2 separate regions of the Mus musculus genome follow, and region 1 is linked to region 2. A link is a contact called in public Micro-C data. All regions are on one chromosome and are shown on one strand. The core of a region is the stretch at or near the end of the contact, and the rest is flanking DNA. Distances in the headings are between cores, read along the strand shown.

Region 1 (5,894 bases), core at 526-3,025, about 21 Mb before region 2:
TCCTGGGGTACACTGGCCAGGTTACTTTATGACTACCTTCATAGACCGTTATCTTATTTACTCCAAGGAGAGTCTGCTTCAAGAGACTGTTTTCTTTCTTCAGAAAAACACATGAAAAATACGTGTCCCAAATAGACTTGCTCAGGTGCACTTTTGCACGGAAGAGCAAGCGTGGAGTCTAACTCCCCCTCACCGGACTACTGAGAAAGTCACACAGAATATGGGAGCCGTGCAGCCAGAGTCTGCCTGTGTTTCCAGATCTCATCTATGAAATGGGAAAAACTCCTGTGTTCACAATTTGACCCAAAATAGGGGGTCCTACTTCAAACAGAATAAACTGTGCCATCACCACACACACACACACACACACACACACACACACACACACACACCCTTCCTGTCCCTTCTCAGCACATCTACAAGTTGTCACTGGCTTGTCACTTTTCTGTCGCTGTACAAAGCACGGTGACCAAAGGCAGCTTAAGGAAGAGAGAGTGTATCTGCGCTTGCAGTTCCAGAGAGACGAGGGCATTGTGGTGAGGAGGCGTGGCAGCAAGCGGCAGGTATACCACAGCAACCAGAGAAGGAGGCTGCGGGCTCCCATCTTCAGTGCACAGACACAAAGCATGGAAGGGGCAGAGGAAACAGCGATCGCCTTTCAGTCCAAGGCCTGCGCCCAGGGATATACTTTCCCCACAAGGCCACACCTCCTAAACCTTCCAGAAAAAACACCAACATCTGGGGGCCAGGTAGTCAGATGCCCCAAACTATGGGAACCATTTATCATTCAAGCCATCACATCCTCCATTGACTCTGGATCTTTGTCTGTTGAGCTCACAAACTCAGTTAATGTCAGCAGCTACCCACACAGTTCTGGCTTGCAGTGCATCAGCTGTGAGGGTCTGATGGGATATTTTGGACTCAAAGCTTTTTCTCTCAAAGTCGAAAAACTTATGTATTATGTTAAAGGTTAAGCCAAAATTGCTTTGAACATAGATTATTTTTTTCTCTTCTTCACTTTCTAGGGAAGGAACGTAGTACTCTCTGGCAGTTGACCGTGTTGGGGCTGAGTAATTAATGTTTTCCTGAGGAGGGTTCGTTATGAGAATAGAATAGAATTATCTTCTTCTTAAAGGAATATTTTTGGGCGTCTTACAGACAATTATCTTTTACAGGACATAATTCAGATGACCCAGGTATGGAAAAGGACAGTTAAGTATTCAGCGTGAGAGGGACACGTCATGTGCACGGCTGCAGGGCACTCATGTAGCTATCCTAAAGGAGGTGCTCATGACAAGACGGTGGGAGGCTAGAACAACAGCGAAGATAAACCTGACCGTGACCTTTTGTGCAAGCACTCCAGCACAGAGAAGACTATCAGAATTCCATGAATTAGTAATATAAAAAACATTGTGTTTTTTTAATCCATAGGTTATCAGTCCAAGAAAAGTTCAGCTTGTTCTCACCCTCATCCAGCAGGTGGCGCTATAAAACAGACGGATCTGATAGATCAGGGACCAGCTTGTGATCCAGTCCTAACTTTACCAAGTATCTACATGACTGTCACCAGGTATCAGTTGACAAACTTGGAAATCTCCACAACAGTCCAGTACCTCCACACTTTGTTTCCGTTTAGTTTCTTATCTTCTGTAAGGCTGCTGCTTCGGTTAAGACTGGCAGCGTTAGGCACTCGCATAGCCATTAACAGAGTGCTCTCAGCACCAGCAGACTCAGTGGTGTCCTTTACAAGAGTGCAGCTGCATTTCTGCACCTGGCTTTAGAATGGAGCCTTTCTTCCATCTGGGGAGAAAGCCACCGTTCTCACGATCCAGGTGTAGGTCTGGTTAGCCTCCCTGCTTGAGAACGGACCTATTAACTGCTTGAATGAATTATCTTATTTGTGCAACGCTCTTACCTCAGCCATTTGCTGCCTATTCTACTCTGGGCAAGCAGGGGATTAGAAGGCAGGAAGGGAATTGCCCATTGTGTCCCAAATGTTTCTTTTTAGAAAGACAGTCTACTGTTCTCTAAGAGTGTGTGTGTGTGTGTGTGTGTGTGTGTGTGTGTGTGTGTGTATGTGTGTGTGTGTGTCTGTGTGTGTGTGTGTTGACATGCACACAGTTGTGTGTGTGTGTGTGTGTGTGTGTGTGTGTCTGTGTCTGTGTGTGTGTGTGGTGACATGCGCACAGTTGAGACAGTGGCCCAGCCAACAGGCTGGTGGCTGCTTGCACTGCCTCCTGGGGTACCAGACAAGCTTGTACTCCTAAGAACTTTCACTGCTGCTTCACGGCCCTTAATAGTTTCCTGGCACAGCCTCTCAGGGAATGTCGTCATGGTCTGGGGGAACCAATAAAAATACGTCGAACCTGTTTTGACAGATCTCATTTCTGCCAGAAATTTCACAATTTGGGGTGGGGGCGCAGAGTAGAGAGCTAGTCCATTTGTGAGGGTATAATCAGAAATTCGCTCTAAGAGAGCAGAAACAACCACGCTGGACTAGAGGGAAGACACAAGGCTATCCAGCTCTTTCTGACAAACTCATAGGGCAGTTTGTACCTGCTCGACCCTGCGAGTGTGAGTGAGCATGCTCTCCTGCTCTTGCTCCTCACTCTCTCCCTCCCCCTTCTCAATTAGCATCCTTCTTAACTCTCTATCCTCAAATAGAAAACCCACGCATTAAAATTAGCTTCAGTTGGTTACGGATACACACTTGACCATAATAAGGTCAGAATAAGAGACTGAGGTAATTATTACCAAACGGCTTGTCCTAAATACTCTGGGCTCACCGTTGTTATAGCCAAGCATGATCCTGAATCTCATTAATGTGAGAATCATTGACCTTTGCCTGCGGAGTAATAACTGGGATTTGATTTGGGGAGGAAGGGGCTCGGGTTTTTTCCTCTTGCAAATTTTGGGGAATCTTCATCACCATAAGACTAAAAAAGTGTGAAGAATATAGAATAAAGCTACGAGAAACATCAGTAGTAGTCTGAAACATCAGACTCTTCTCCTTGGGTGTGCTCTTTGTCATGCCAGTGCTGGGTTGGCATACTCTGCTCCTCCTTAGGACGAGAGTTCAAGTCCCATGGCCTCTCTCTTCTCCACAGCCTCTGCCTCATTCACCACAGAGTAAGCTCACATGTTAGCTTAAGGCAGTGACTTCCGCCTCAGCACCATCAATCACTGCGCGTGAGTGGAAGCTTCATCTCGGGGTTTTGTCTGTGTGTGATGTTTCCTTTTTAGACTCCTGTATGATCCCATCTTTTGCTCCTGTTTCTTTTGCTTTTAGTTGGAGTTCTTTCTGTAAGAGAAAAGGCTTGCTTGAGGGCTTCTTACTGTGAATGGTGATGTTTTGTTGTTTTTATTTTGCTTTTCTGAGACAAGATCTCTCACAGCCCAGACTGGCCTCCAGTTCACGATGTGGCCAAGGATGCCCTTGAACTGTTTCTGATCTACTGAGCTCACAGGCCTCAGCCACCTCTTCTTTTATGGTTTTATAAAAGAGCGTGCTTTTTTACTTACATGGACCTGTATCTCCAAACTTCCAGTTTTGGGCTTTTCTCCTGTTTCAAACATGTTACTATCAACTTGTACCGGAGAAATAGAAGAAAAACGCACTGTTTCATCCTGACTTTCTCTTTCTCCATCTGTAAAGGATTTGCTTTTCTCCAGCTAGCTGGGCGTGACAATGTAGGTGCAGAAGAGAGTGAGGGACAGGGACCTTGACCTCCTGTTTCCTGTAGGAGAGTTGCCTGGGCAACCATCAGTTCCTTGGAGCCTCTGCCTCCTGCCGAAGATGGGTCCCTCCCTAAGAGAAAGAGGAAGTGGGGGTACTAGGTCCTCGCTGCAAGCCTACCGGGGTTCCTGACCATTCACTAAAACATACCAGAAAGAAAGAATAGAGGAAGTTCGGGAAAGCTAAAGCATGAGGTTTCCATACTAATGTCTAGTCGGAGACCAGGCCAGCTTTAATGTTCTAGAGTCCAGGATGGAAACCAGACTCCTGACAGATCTTTTTAGTCCATGTTTAAACCTTCATTTTACTGAATTCCAAAAGTACCGTCCCTAACCCAAGCTATTTCTCTCAAGTGGTTCTTGTCCAGTGCCCCCCACTTATTTCCACTGTCATGTTGTTCTTCTCACTTGGTGTCTTCCCCTCACCTGCCTCTGGTTCTTAGCTTCCTCCTTGGTCGAAACCTCTCGGACAGCTTACACCCTGGAGAAGTGATGAGACTTCCAAAGGATTCAGAGGCAAGGGGCACCCGACTGCATTATTTCCCACGTGTGAACCATGACCCTTTAGTTGGTGTCCTCAGCAAAGCTTTGCCAGATGTGATGATTAAATTGTTGTGATCTAACATCCTGAACCATACACTAACAATGAACGTAAACGCCTCTTCCCTGCAGAGCTTCACAGGGTCATCTGTCCCTATCAGGCGAGTGAGCTCGGTGTTACCTTTCCATCCTTCGATGCTAATCCAGATGTGCAGGCTGGATGTGTGACCCTCATAATGTATGGATCATACTTTAGAATTAGGCACCAAATTCTCAGCTAAAGTACAACTTCGAGCCTACCTCTGTCACCCCACTTCTCCAGGCCTTTGGATTAAGTGCATTAGGGACTCGGTCTGACACAGACAGACGTTTCTCAGTGACCACCTGGCCTGGTTGTCTCTGTGAATTCCTCGATACAGGGGTGTGCTTGACTTCGGCCCTGGGAGCTTAGGAGGGAGTTAGTTGCCTTTGGTCCTAACTCACTGGCTTCTGGTCTCCTCATGTGACAGATTGCATTGACTTAACACATCAGCAGGGCTTGCCTTACAGTGTTTTTAAAGCTGTTTCACCGTTCTCTGGCATCCAGTTCCAGATCTCAGCTACCAATACTGCCACATTCTACCTCCAGATAATACAGTCTTCTTTGCAATAAGCGAGAACTGTTTCTTGCTTTCTGAAATGGGATAGCATAGCTGAGCTAAAACACAGGAAAAGCAGGATGGGAAGAACTTTTGTCACTGGCCTCCTGTAATAATGCGCCCTTATTTTCAATCCTTATCAAAGGCCGAGAGACCTATGGCCGTTTGATTGGAGAAATCATCTTGCCGAGTCACCGTTTTCATCTCCGTTGCCACTACTTAAGAAAACCTAGCTAAGGGAGGAAATGTCTATTTTGACTCCTGGTTTCAGAGGTCTCTGGCCACGGGCAGCTGGCTCCGTTGCTTTCAGACCTGTGTGAGGCAGCACATCACGGTAGAAGGCATGTGGCAGATCAGAGCTGCCTTGGCAGCTAGGGATCACAGAAATAGCATATTCCGGTAACCAACATTCACCAAGCGGGCCACCTGGCAGTAGTTCATTCATGAATTGATCAATGGTTCACTGATGGATGGAATTATACCCTTAATAACCCAGTCACCTCTCCAAAATCTGCTCAGTTGGCAACCATTTCCTTAACACATCAGCTTTCAGGATACATTCTTGGTTTCAAACCATAACAACCCTAGCCTGCTTCTTGTAACTTACAATTGAAAACTGAGCCAGAATGTGTGAGCACTCGCACATGCCTGAATAGCACTTCCAAAAGGGTCTTAGGTTCGTTTAATTTCTATGTCTTCAGCCACATCAGAGCCAAAGTATAATTAATATATATATATGTTTGAAACTTGGAAATTTTCATGTTCCATGTATCTGCCTACTACTTACTAAGAACCCTTCCATACAATAGAGGCCTCCCCTTTTCGGAAGAGAAAGTGGATTATGGGAGGAGGTAAGGTGGAGGAGGAAGTACTGGGAAGAGGGGGGAATAATGTTAATTAATAATTAATTAATTAATTAATTAATCAAGAAGAACCCTTCCATAGAATAAAAGAGAACTGTTGGGCCTGGAGTTGCAGGCC
Region 2 (6,601 bases), core at 2,919-5,418:
TTTATTGCACCTAAATTCACAAGCCCCACAAAGTACAAAGATAACAAAACAAAAACAAGAATATTAAAGGATTATTTTTATCAGTAAGTCAGTTGCTGAACCAATAAAAGGTCTTCCTTTTGGTTTGATTTATGTAAGCCAAGTGGGCCTACTTTGTGCAGAGGATAACTCTGAACTTCTGATTTCCTATCTCCTTCCCAAATGCTAGAGCTAATCCTAGGGATGAAAGGATATAATCCTACTCTCCATTCATGGGAAAGATAAAATGATAAAATAATTGAAAGCAACAAAATATCTCAGAAAAATGACTACTGGTATAAAACAATTTTTGACACAGTAGAAACTGAAGAAAATTACAAATATTGAACCCACTGAGCCTACCAGTCAACACAGAAACAATACTGCTTACAAAAAAACATTAGTTTAATACAAGAGATCCTGCATTTAAGGGAGAGGGGAGGGAAGAGGCAATGACTGGAGGGGGTAGCTCAATAAAGAGACTTCGCTGCTCTTCCAGAGGACCCAAATTTGATCCCCAGAATTCATGTTGGACAGCTGACAATTGCTTGTAATTCCAGCTCCATGGGATCCAACACAACCCTCTTCAGGCCACCTCCACAGGCAACCCCACACATGCAGCATACACTCATATGCACATAATTATTTTTTAAAAGAGAAAGCCAAGGCTGGGGAGATTTCTCAGTGGGTAAGAGCTCTTGCTGGCAAAGGATGAAGATATGAGTTTCACTCCCAATATCCAAATTAAAAAAAATAGGGGTATGGATGTACATGATGTAAACCCAGTATTGGTGAGCAAAGATATGCAGACCTCTGCTCAACTGCCTGACAGCCAGCTTAGCTGACAAGCCACAAGCTTCAGATTCAAGAGGCCCTTTCTCAAAGCAAGCAGGAAAGATTAATACAGGAAGATGCCCAAAGTCCTTCTCCAACTTCCACATTCACAGACATGAGCACAGGAACCTAGACAGTCATATGCTTGCAACCCTCATGTATATACCCCACATACACACAAAAAGAGCCTACCACTAGAAACAAAGTTTTTTATTTTGTTTTTGGTTTTTTGTGGTTCCCTTTGGTATGTGTCATGTCTAGTTAAAGATGTGTAACATTTCATGACAACATCCAAAAAGCATATAATGCAAGGACTGGAGAAATAATCCTGCAACAAAGAACTAACCTAGTATGTATAAGACCAAGAAATGGATCCCTGGCACCACAAAAATAAAAACAGCATAATTGCCTGGCAGAGGAGGACACACCTTTAATGCCAAAACTTGAGTTCCAAGACGGCCAAGTCTACATAAAGAGACCCTAACAAAAAAAAAAAAAAAAAAAGTATAATCCAAGTGTAGGTAATATCTTTATTCTCTTTACTTGACCATAGGTTTTCTAGGTCTGATTTTGTAGACCTTTTGGGAGGGTTAACTACAGGCCTCTGGCATGCTATACTCCTGCAGGTTTTGCTTTCTTGTTTTGTGACAGGGTAAAGTTCTAGGCTAGCTTCAAAACTCAGGATCTTCTGGCCTCTGTCTGTGCTAGGATTATAGGAACTAGCTACTATCTCTTACAATGCATTTTGAGACAGGGTTTCTCTGTATAACCCTGGTTGTCCTGGAACTCACTTTGCAGACCAGGATGGCCTCGAACTCAGAAATCCGCCTGCCTCTGCCTCCCAAGTACCGGGACTAAAGGCGTGCGCCACCACACCGGGCTTTACAATGCATTTTTATCAGCAAATATTTTTTTCCCTAGAACAAAGTCTTCTTCTAGAGGTTTCTGGACTAGAAAGATGGTTCAGCTGTTAAGAGCACTTGCTGTTCTTGCAGAAGACAGGTTTGGTTCCTGGTACCCAAACTCAAACCATCTTCAACTCCACTTTTAGAGACTCTAACACCCTCATATGGCCTCTGCAAGCACCAGGCACCATCATGATGCACTTACAAACATTCACACACTTAAAAAGGAAATAAAATATTTATAAGAAACAAGCTATTCTTTTTTTTAAAAATATTTGTTACTATACATAAGTACACTGTAGCTGACTTCAGACGCACCAGAAAGGCACCGGTGTCAGACCTCATTACAGGTGGTTGTGAACCACCATGTGGTTGCTGAGATTTGAACTCAAGGCCTTTGGAAGAGCAGTCAGTGCTCTTACCCACTGACCCATCTCACCAGCCCAAAACAAGCTATTTTTAAAACTAATACTGTGTTCTTCCGTGCTTTCATTTATGCTAGGAAAAGCTAATATCTGCTTCAAAGTTGCTGTAAATTTGCTTTTATTTCTTTACTTCTTCTCAGGCCTCCATCTTAAAATTGTATATCACATAAACGATAATCCGCCAAGAATAAGTTATTTCAGCAAAACTAAAAAGCTAAACCATTCTCAAGTTCCTTTCAAAATTTAGACCTTTCAGCCTTTAAAATGGAGAAAGGAGGTCAGGTGTGACAACACACGTCTTTAATTTCAGAATTCCAAGAGCAGAGGCAGGTGGATCTCTGAGTTCAGTGGCAGCCTGGTCTATGTAAGAATTCCAGAGCTATGTAATGAGACCCTATCTAAAAGTAAGTATATAAATAAGTAAATGTTGTACACATCATGAATACAAATTTATACTAACACCCGCACGTGCAGGCATGCTGTAACCCCAAACACTTGAGAGGCTGAGGCAGGAGTGTTTTGAGTTCAAGACAACCAATGTAATGCTAGGCCAGCCATGACTAAATAGTGAGACTTGTCTCAAAAACAAAGAAAAGGCAACCTACAGGCAAGAAGGTTGGGACTAGTTAGTACCTACTTTGATATCTAGACTGATGGAAATTTTGAACTGACTGTGTAGTTTCTGTGTGACTCTGAAATCCTGCCACCCCGAAGGCCAGGGCAGGATAAGAAGCTCAAAGCCAGCCTACCAAACAAAACCCAACCTCAAAAAAAAACAGGCTGGGCAGTGGTGGCGCACGCCTTTAATCCCAGCACTTGGGAGGCAGAGGCAGGTGAATTTCTGAGTTCCAAGACAGCCTGGTCTACAGAGTGAGTTCCAGGACAGCCTGGTCTACAGAGTGAGTTCCAGGACAGCCAGGGCTACACAGAGAAACCCTGTCTCGAAAAAAAACAAAAACAAAAACACAAAAAAAAGAGGAGGAGGAGGAGGAGGAGGAAGGAGGTGTTTGACGGAACTCTTTTAAGAGGGAAAAGGCCAGACAATAGTGTTTAATATCTCAAAAGCATTTCTCGGTGGCTGATTCCTATAGTAATTTACCAAGCCGAAGTTTAAGCCTTAAAATCAATTCATGTGAAACTTTTCATTGAAAAGTGGTTTGGAAGCAGCTGCATTCAACCCACACATTCTTTCTTGCCGATGTCCCTGATCCCAGTCACCCTCCAGTTTTCTGCTCCCAATGCGAGCCTCAGCTAAGGCTTGGCGGTTTCCCTCGCATCGCCGGCTCACACAGCCGACCAACTTGTCATTGCTATAATTACCACACCCCCGTCAGCAGCTCCAGGCCCGCGTAGTTATGACATCTGTAAACTGCAAGCCTCCCGTCTCCACCCCCACCTCCCTCCAAACACCGGCCCCGGTGGTAACCTGCCAACTCCCCGATCGGCCCCGCACGCCTCGGCCTCAGCCACCGCACTCCGCGCCGCCCGCCCCCGCCCTCAAGCTAGCGCGGCGCGCAGACTCCGCGCCGCCGCCCGGCGCCCCGCAGTCCCCGACGCCGCTTCCACCGCCGCGCCGCGCCGCGCCGCCCCGCCCCGACCGGCGTTCCTCACGGCGAGCACCAGCGTTCCCCACCCCCACCCCGCTCCGCCGCCGCGCGGCCGTTAGGACCGCCGGGCCCGTGACGCACCGGAGCGACGCGAGGGTCCGGTCCCCGGCGCGCCCGAGCCAGCTCCGGCTTCCGCCCGCGTCCGCCTTCGCCCCGGGGCCTCCCTCGGGTCCGCGGAGGGGGACCCAGAGCCGCCCGCCGAGGGGGAGGGGCCGCGAGGTGCCCCCACTCACCGGCTCCAGGCGACCGGTCCCGGTGCCACTACGAAGAGGGAGACGCTCGCTCTTGGCCCGCCCGCTGCGCCTCTTCTGCGCACAACCTTGACCAGCCGGCGCGCACCACGGCGGCGCTCACCAGGCCTCGCTCTCCGCTGCCGCTCACAGAGCCGCGAGACCCAGCTCAGCCGGCGTGCGCACTGCGCCTGCGTGCGGGGGCCGGCCGGCGCGCCTGCGTGCGCTTCTCCGCCGCCTGCCGCAGGGGCTGCCGGGAAGCGGAGTCTCCGAGCGTGGACGCCCTAGGCTAGCGGCGGCCAGGGAAAAGGCGGCGGCCAGGGCGTGGGTCTCTGCGGACCAGGTTGGCAGTCAGTAAAAGCGCAGACATATAGAAGTTATGGAAACAAACTTGTCCTTACTAAGCTCTTCCAGAATGGACGGATTCCCCCTCACATCAATATAGCTTCCCTCTCACATGGTAGGTACCTCACAGCCGAGCATGCTTATTGGATGAATGATGGCATGGTTGGAGGCTGAGGGAGTATTACAAAATACGTCAGTGTCTCACGTTCAAAGAATTCACATGCAACCCGTTTGCAGGAACTTTCTGGGTATTCTCTTCAGTTCTCACCCATCTTACCCGGTAATTTATTAGTATCATATAACATTAAATCGCTTTTTGAGCCTAGCATGACGGTAACGCACGCCTGTATTTTCAGCTCTAGGAAGTCTGAGGCAGGAGAATGGCGAATTCTAGACCAGCATTACTACGTAGAAAGACCCCTATCTCAAAAACGGCAATTTCCAGCGAAAATATTTGCGTTGCTATGAGAAGGCACGCTAAAACAAAATATTTAGGGAAATGACTTAACCGTTACATGATAGAATTTTTTTTTCTTTCTGGGGAGTAGAGCGGTGGCTTCAAAGGAACACTTTAAGACAGCAAGTAGAGGTCACAGGAAAATCACAACCACAGGACACGGTTTAACAAGTCAGTTTAAAAGGAATACTGAGGAGCACCGGACATGAATCTGTAGAACCCCCGAAGGGAGACCCTCACTCAAGTCTCAGGGATCGCGAGCCCAGAAAGCCACAGTCACGCTTGCTGCAAACACACGAGGTTTTTAATGGCACACAAACCAGCATGCTGAGGTCGAGACCCATACACCACGCAGGGGTAGAGGAGTCTGACCCCAACCCTATTTTCCAGCAGGTTTATAAAGGTAAAAACCAGAACCTAGGGGGAGGATGGGAGAGGAAACAGGGGAAGTCTAGGGGCGGATATTTACTTCAAGGCACCTGGGACATTGAAACATTTTGTGGTTGTTTTTCCCAAGAGTTCCAGGGAATTAGGCCATCTGGCCGGGGGCGGGGGCCCATGTTCTCAGGGCAGTCATTATTTTATTTTTTTACTCTTCATTTCCCCACTTCTTCTTGTGAGTAGCTCTAATCTTAGAGCGACCCCTCTTCTTCTTTCGGCAAAGTCAGGTACTGTTGTCGGAGCACCATTACCTGTACAACACTAACCCTGTCTTTTACAAAAGCCACTAACTTATTAAGAATGCAAGGTCCAAAAGTGAGCAAAAGCAAAAGGATGATTAGGGGACCGGCAAGGGTAGAAACAAGGGTGGTAAACCAAGGAGACTTATTAAACCAATTTTCAAACCAGCTCTGTCTATCTTCTCTTTCCCTTCTGCGCTTGTCTAACCGGCTCTTCCTATCATTGTGAAGCAGAATTCACCAAGCGTTGGATTGTTCACCCACTAATAGGGAACGTGAGCTGGGTTTAGACCGTCGTGAGACAGGTTAGTTTTACCCTACTGATGATGTGTTGTTGCCATGATAATCCTGCTCAGTACGAGAGGAACAGCACCTTTTCTGGGGTCTGATGAGCGTCGGCATCGGGCGCCTTAACCCAGCGTTCGGTTCATCCCGCAGCGCCAGTTCTCAGGGCAGTCATTATTTTACTTTTTTACTCTTCGAATCAATACATCTATAAATGTAAGACAGGAGGAGAAAAAGGACCACATGGGCTAACTGCTCCCACCAGATTGGCCTGAAGGCTCGTCGGTGGGGTGTTTTCCTGACTCACGATAAATGTGAGACTCACTGTGGGCGGTGCCACCTCTGGGCTGTATAGGATAACAAGCTGAGAGTAAGCCAGGGACCAAATTCCTCCATGATCTGCTTCAATTACTGCCTCCAGGTTCCTGCCTTGAATTCCAGTCCTGGCTTCCCTCAAAGATGCACTGTAAGCTGAAATGCCTGCCCCCAAGTTGTTTTGGTTAGTTTTATCATAGCAACCGAAAGCAAACTAGAACAACTTTCTCGATCCCTCAGTCCTTCTCTCCCTTTCTTCTCACTTTCTTCCTTCTGCGTCAGTATCATCTTCTCCACTAAGAGTGTGCTTGTTTACATGGAAGCTGAATTTGAGCAAAGCAGCTTGGGAGAAAGTGTTCTATCAGAGAGACTTAGGGGTTAGTGTTGCCAATTTGACCCAAGCTAGAATCCTCTGGAAAGAGGGGACCTCAATTGAGAAAATGCTTCCAGGAGATACAGTTTTAAGGAATTTTCTTAATTAGTGATTGCTAGGGAAGGGC

The links. A called contact is a pair of places that touch in the nucleus more often than the background predicts.
Region 1: a Micro-C map of palatal mesenchyme shows a contact between it and region 2, with 9 times the contacts expected there. The contact joins the enhancer-like site here to the promoter of Kpna1 in region 2. A contact is called at or near these places in 1 of 39 promoter capture datasets (embryonic stem cells), 7 of 484 Hi-C or Micro-C datasets (cerebellum, embryonic stem cells and palatal mesenchyme), 1 of 115 datasets of contacts at active chromatin or transcription factors (embryonic stem cells) and 1 of 9 other capture datasets (embryonic stem cells).

The regions. Positions count from the first base shown.
Region 1 is chr16:57,394,407-57,400,300 of GRCm38.p6, reverse strand. All of the region lies in intron 1 of Cmss1 (cms small ribosomal subunit 1), which reads left to right. The region is part of intron 1 of Filip1l (filamin A interacting protein 1-like); the gene reads right to left. Among named protein-coding and RNA genes, the nearest start is that of Filip1l, 44 kb to the right of the region's middle. Within about 2 kb of position 1,775, at least 44 of the 459 cell types and tissues checked have an H3K27ac peak or open chromatin away from gene starts, as enhancers often do. A contact at or near this core is called in palatal mesenchyme, where this site is marked.
Region 2 is chr16:35,980,930-35,987,530 of GRCm38.p6, reverse strand. Kpna1 (karyopherin (importin) alpha 1) reads right to left here and starts at 4,168. Exons shown (of 14, transcript NM_008465.5): 1 at 4,023-4,168. Gm15564 (a long non-coding RNA gene) reads left to right here and starts at 4,202. Exons shown (of 2, transcript XR_001781900.2): 1 at 4,202-4,479.